Regions from separate parts of the Sus scrofa genome. Here region 1 is linked to region 2. Evidence: chromatin contacts called from public Hi-C data. All regions are on one chromosome and are shown on one strand. Each heading gives the region's core, a stretch centred on a gene start, on an enhancer-like site or on the middle of the called end of the contact. The rest is flanking DNA. Distances are from core to core; before and after follow the strand shown. Region 1 overlaps TTLL11 (tubulin polyglutamylase TTLL11). Region 2 overlaps TTLL11 (tubulin polyglutamylase TTLL11).

Region 1 (3,046 bases), core at 267-2,766, 180 kb before region 2:
GGGAACCTCCATAAGCTGAGGGTGTGGCCCTAAAAAGACAAACAAATCTTTCTCAAATGGGTCTATGAAGCAGTGTCTTGAACTAATGGGAAAACCATGAACTAGTAACATTTACAATGTCATGGAACACCGGTGTTCCAAGGAGCACAGTTGGAGAGACAAGTCCTGGCACTGGATGCCTCCCAGCCTCGCCCCAGCCTTGCTTCTGCATCCTTCCTGAGCCCCGAGGGCCTGCCAAACAGAGCTGATTTCCTGCCTCTTGTACGTAAGTTGTGTTTCCCCAATTCTGCCCTCTGCTCTGTCTTGGCTTGCCAGGCTCTCTCCTCATCTCACTCTTGTTTGCAGTTCAATGCCTTCTGACAAGGTGCTGCTCAAATCCTACCTTCTCTGTAAAGCCTTCCTTGACCACTTCTGACATCTAAGCTTTTTTCCTTCTAGATGTGTTTGCTGGTCACCCACTGGGACAAGCCTTGAGCTAGCTGTGGAGCCTGTGGTTATGGATAAGAGGCAGCCCTACCCCTAAGAGGTGTAAAGTGTAGTGGGGAAGCCTGGCACGTGGGCATTACCCTTCCATGTAATGAATGCTGCCCAGGGGTGGGGGTGGGGGCAAGTACAGGATGCTGGGAGAGCACAGAAAAAGGAGCAGTTAACTTTGCCAGTTAACTCAGTCAAGGAAGGCTTCCTGGAGGAAGAGATGCTTAAGCTGGAGCTTAAGGCATGAAGGAGAATTTGCCAAGCAGAAAAAGGTGAGCAACATCACACCCTCCTGATTTCCCCCCTGCTTTTTTGGCTGCTGCTTCTCAGCCCCTTCTGCACCTGCCAATGATGGAGATCCCAGGACTCCAGCTCCTCTCTTACCTACAATCACTCCCTAAAGGCCCTCTTCTAGCCCCATGGCTGTAAGTACCAGCTATGTGCTGTTGACTCCTGTATTTGTATTTCCAGTCTTGAGCTCTCCCTGAACTCCACACCAGTCTATCCAACTGCCCACTTTAATTTTCTCCTTGAGTTTCTAACAGACATCTCACACTGGACATGTTCAAAATCAAACCTTGATTTCTCTCCTAAACTTACTCTCTCTGTCTTTCCTATTTTAGTAAATGAATAGCATTCAGTTAGACCAGAAACCTGAATCATGCTTATTTCTTCGTTTTCTCCCTTCATACATCTAATCCATAGCGACTCTTGCAAATATACTGTAAAATGCATCCTAAATGGAACCACTTTTAACCAACTCCACCGCTTCCAAACCAGTGTAGGCAGCCATCACCTTGTACTTGTATCACTGCAATAGCCTCCTAATTGATGTCCCTTTTCCCACCCTTGCTGCTTATAGCCTATTTTTCTCATTGTAGTTAAAGGGATTCTTTTAAAACATGTCAGATCAAATTACTTCACTGTGTAAACTCTCCGATGCCTTTCTCATTACACTTAAAATCCTGGCTGCTTACCATGGCCTACAAGATGCTACATGATCTGTCCCCTGTCATTCTATCTGACCTCATCTCCTCTCTCCCTCTTGCTCACTTCTTGATGTTCTTCAAAAGTGGCCCCTGTTTTGGCTCTTCCCTCTGCCTGGAATGCTCTTCCTCAGCTCTTCAAGTAACTTGTTTCTTCACTTCATTCAGTCCCTGTTCATCTGTTACCTCCCAAGTCTGTTGATTCTGACCACGATGGAGTAACAAAAACTGGACTTGACCTCTTTTGAAAACAACTAAAAACCAGACAAAATACATGAAATAAGTGTTTTCAGATTTTGGAAAACAGGCAGCTCAGCACTGTGGTCCCTGAGGAAAGGGAGGAGGTGGGGAAGCCAAGATGAGACTATGGTTGCCTCAGCTTTCCATCTGGAGGCAATCTCCCAAATGTGGTCAAGGTGACATGGGCAAGGCGGGGACCTAAACAGAGCTCTATGACCTCAGTGAGTTGGGGAGGTGGAGATCAGAGTTTGGGAAGGCTGATGTGGCTGGAATTCTGTGGGGAGAATTCTGAAAAGGAGGGAGCCAAGCAGGAAAAGAGCTTCAAGAACCTGCATAGGACCCCTGTGCATCTCTGCTGAGTGCTGGGCCATACTTTGGTGGAGTGTTAGTCCACAAAGTTGAGCAAAGATTGACCAGGGAACTGGGATGCTGAAAAACCAGAAGCTCTCACACAGCAGGGAGATGTTCAGGCTCTGAAGAGCCAGCATAGCGAATCCTTGGTGGTCACTGGGAGCATTCAGTGGAGACTCCAGAGAAGTTCTGCCTTAATGCACCAAAACTTCTACAGAGTGAATCACTCTCAACTCACTTAGTAAAGCTTAAACAATAGGCTTTGAAGGTATCAAACTAATCTGCAAATAACTGACTGCCAAAAAAGCCTAGCACTTTTAAAAAGAAGACAAAATCCAGACACTGAGCATTAACTGCCCAGCATCCAGTAAAAACCCACTAGATATTCCATAAGGCAGGAGAAGGTAACTCATCTCAGGAGGGGAAAAACAATCAATAGAAACAGACCCATAAATAATTAAACTAGTTAGGAAAAGGATGTTATAACAGCTATTACAATGATGTACAAAAATTTAAGGGAAAATATGAGCTTAATATAGATAGAAATGGACCTATTAAAAAGAACCAAATGGAGCCTCTAGGAACCAAATAGAAGAAAATGTAATATCTGAAATGAAAATTTCACTGGATGGAATTAACAGCAGATTAGATACTGCAGAAGAAGTGATCAGTGAACTTGAAGACATAGCAATGGATTTTATTAAAATGAAACAGAGAGAGGAAAGTAATAGGGGGAAAAAAAAAAGGAACAGACCCCCCACTTACCTATGGTACAATATCAGATGGTCTAACATGTGGAGTTCTTTGAGCAGAAGAGACAAGGAAGATACAGAAGAATATTTGAAGAAATGGCCACATACACAAATGGGTTCACTCCCTCCCCAGGCTTATTATAATCAAATCAATGATAATAAGAAAATCTTAAAAGCAGATAGAAGACACATGTGTTCAGAGGAACAAAGAATATCTGAAAAGTTCTCGTCAGAAACTGTGCA
Region 2 (3,114 bases), core at 310-2,809:
ATCCATATTGCTGCAAATGACAAAATTTCCTTTTTTTTTTTTTGGTCTTTTGGGGCCACACAAGTGGCGTATGGAGGTTCCCAGGCTAGGAGTTGAATTGGAGCTGTAGTCTCCAGCCCACACCAGAACCACAGCAACATGGGATCTAAGCCATGTCTGCCACCTATACCACAGCTCACAGCAACGCCAGGTCTGTAACCCACTGAGCAAGGCTAGGGATTGAACCCGAAACCTCATGGTTCCTAGTCGGGTTCGTTAACCACTGAGCCACAACAGAAACTCCCTCCTTCTTTTTCATGGCTTAGTAGTATTCTATGTACACATTCATCCGTGTGTGTGTGTGTGTGTGTGTAATATTCACTGTCATCCATTGATTAGTTTATGGACACATAGGTTGCTTCCATATATGCCTATAGAGTTCATTCAGTTAGTCAACTAATGGCTAACAAGCACCTGCCACCTGCCAGGCACTGGTGGTGATGGCAGGTGCCAGGACCAATAGGACAGACCCCCAGGCCCCACACCCTGGACCACACAGTAGCAGAGACAGACATTCAACACAGAAACACAGAAATCAACAAGTCATCACATGTTGCAATGAGTTCTATGAAATAAAATAAGTTTTAAGGAGGATAGCAGAGAAGACCTAATTTATATCAGGAGGAGCGTCAGGGAGATCTGTCAGTAAACGTGACCTTGGAGATGCGATACGTGTGCTGACCAGTGAGAGGCTGAAGGTGAGGGCGCTTGTGCGGAAGAGGATGGGGGCTGGATCTTACCTGTGCTCACAGCAGGTTAAGGATATGGGTTTGCTGTTGAAGAGCTTGAAGCAGAATAGGAGGCTCGACTTGTGTTTCTAGAAGGTCATTCTGAATGCAGTGTTGGACCAGCCAGGAGGCTTCGTGGGAGTCCAGGGGGTGATGGCCCTGCAGGCTGAGGGGTGGGGAGGTGGAGGTGAGGAGCAGGGTGTAAAGTACTTGGGGTGTCGGAGGAGGGCGGGGACTAGGGGAGAGGAGTTTCTGCAGTGGCTCTCAGACTTCCCGCTGGAGCAACTAGGTGGGTGGAGATATAATTTATTTAAATGGGAAGGACTTGAGGAAAAGCAGAGCCGGGAAAGGAAGATGCCAAAATCCATTTCTAACAGGCTCTTTGAGATGCTAATGAGACACCCCAGTGGCAAAAAAGTGGTTGGATATTTAAATCCTAGGGAGAAAGAGAGAGACAGGCAGAGAGAAAGAGAGACATAGAGAAGCTGAGCCCAGGTGGAGAGCCCTGCCGGACCCCGCGCCCAGGGTGAACAGACCAAAGGCAGCAGAGAACAGGAGAGCCTGAGCCAGGGCTTCCCAGGAAGGGACAGAGAAAAGCAGGGGAGAGAATGTTCAGGGAGAGAGTTTCCATGGGATCAGATGCAGAGAGGGAGCCAGCTGAGAAGAGGGCAAGGGAAGGTGGCCAGTTAGTTGGCAAGAGCAGCTTGGCGGTGAGGTAGAGAATGGACGGCGGGGAGGCTGCGGAGACAGTGCCTGTGTCAGCATCCCTTTGGGAACTGGGGCCAAACAGGGGGCAGAGATAGAAAAGTGACTCATGAATGCAATGGTAAGGCAGCCTTTTAAACGCCAGACCAGAGTGTGCTGCTGCTCAGTGGGCATGATTTGGGAGAAGGGCAGGCGCCAATGGTTGGAGGCACCCGGCACTGACACCAGACTACCTGCCCCTCCTCCTTTGGCAACGTTCCTGTCTCTCCCAGGCCTTCATCTGCTTCTTCCCTTGTCCTCCCTCTAACCTTACCCACTCCCATCCAGGCTCTCTCTCCTGTCCCGTCTACCCCGTCCCCTCTGTCAGATGGGGGCTCGAGCAGCTCTGTATCCACCTGCTGGGTGGTCAGCGAGACTCTGCGGAATTGAATTGCTATGGTTGCTGCCTTATAAATCGTGAACAAGACTGTCGTGAGGAAGAAGAGTTAGATTTGCTCTCTAGAAAAGTGGGGTCAGCGGGGAAGCTATGCCCATTTCAGCTCAGAGGCAGAGAGCACACAGCGAGAAGGGTTCTCCTGGGGAGGTGATGAGACCTCCCCATTACTCGGGGTGGCCAGGCCAGGGCTCAGTGACCACCTCCTCAATGTCAGGGAGGATGTCTGTGGCTCAGTACCTCGTGGGGAAACCACGGAAAGCCAGAGACAGGACCAGAAACCGCGCTGTTTCTGCTGGTCCCTTTCCTGCCTCTCTGAGTGACCCTGGTGCTGGGAAAGCAGAGTCACAGATCGGGGCTCCCCCGAACCCCCCCCCCGCATCGTCACCTCCAGTCTGTGGGGTTCCTGGTGAATGTCCTTTTGCCTCCATCCCAGAAGTCTGTAAGCGTCTAACTATCAAACAACCTCAGACTGGGAGTTCCCCTTGGGGCTCAGTAGGTTATGAACCCAACTAGTATCCATGAGGATGCGGGTTTGATCCCTGGCCTCGCTCAGTGGGTTCAGGATCTGGCGTTGCCGTGAGCTGTGATGTAGGTCGCAGATGTGGCTTGGATTCCTCATTGCTGTGGTTGAGGTGCAGGCCGGCAGCTACAGCTCCAGTTCAACCCCTAGCCTGGGAACTTCCATATGCTGCAGGTGAGGCCCTTAAAAGCAAAAATAAAAATAACCCGAGACAAAGGTGGAACCGCACACCAAAGGGTGAAAGAAGGGTCTGAAATGCACCTGTTCTGAAGATGAGGCGAGAGTCGCCCCCGTAAAAAGCTCATCTCAGTGCCTGATACATACAAACTGCACCATATGCCACCTACTCTTGTTAATTCTTCCTAAAGAATTAACACCTGAGTGGTGTTATGATCCTGTAAGTGCCTGGGTTGTGTGATCTCTGAGGTCTTTTCCGAGCCAGAGGTGGTGACCCTCTTGCTGAGGGCTATGTGTTTAACCTCAGAAGGTTCCATTGGAGCCGTTAATCCCACCAGAAATGTCTGGAATAGCACCAAGGAGGTGCAGGAAGTGGGTGACCAGCCCCGTAGCCCGGTCTCCCCAGAAGGTGACTCAGGGACTTGCATCCTTCACATGGTGGCATCAGGGGTGACACTGGCTGAGACGGGGGCAGGACCTCCTGGCCCCTCTGCCCTCTGCCAGCAGCG

The links. Hi-C and Micro-C count contacts between places; a contact is called where the count stands out from the background.
Region 1: a contact with region 2 is called in a Hi-C map of skeletal muscle, with 2.1 times the contacts expected there. The contact joins two enhancer-like sites. A contact is called at or near these places in 3 of 47 Hi-C or Micro-C datasets (liver, psoas muscle and skeletal muscle) and 1 of 2 datasets of contacts at active chromatin or transcription factors (skeletal muscle).

What each region holds. Positions count from the first base shown.
Region 1 is chr1:262,090,516-262,093,561 of Sscrofa11.1, reverse strand. The region is part of intron 5 of TTLL11 (tubulin polyglutamylase TTLL11); the gene reads left to right. Among named protein-coding and RNA genes, the nearest start is that of TTLL11, 110 kb to the left of the region's middle. Within about 2 kb of position 1,516, at least 4 of the 83 cell types and tissues checked have an H3K27ac peak or open chromatin away from gene starts, as enhancers often do. A contact at or near this core is called in skeletal muscle, where this site is marked.
Region 2 is chr1:261,911,201-261,914,314 of Sscrofa11.1, reverse strand. The region is part of intron 10 of TTLL11 (tubulin polyglutamylase TTLL11); the gene reads left to right. Among named protein-coding and RNA genes, the nearest start is that of DAB2IP, 180 kb to the right of the region's middle. Within about 2 kb of position 1,559, at least 9 of the 83 cell types and tissues checked have an H3K27ac peak or open chromatin away from gene starts, as enhancers often do. A contact at or near this core is called in skeletal muscle, where this site is marked.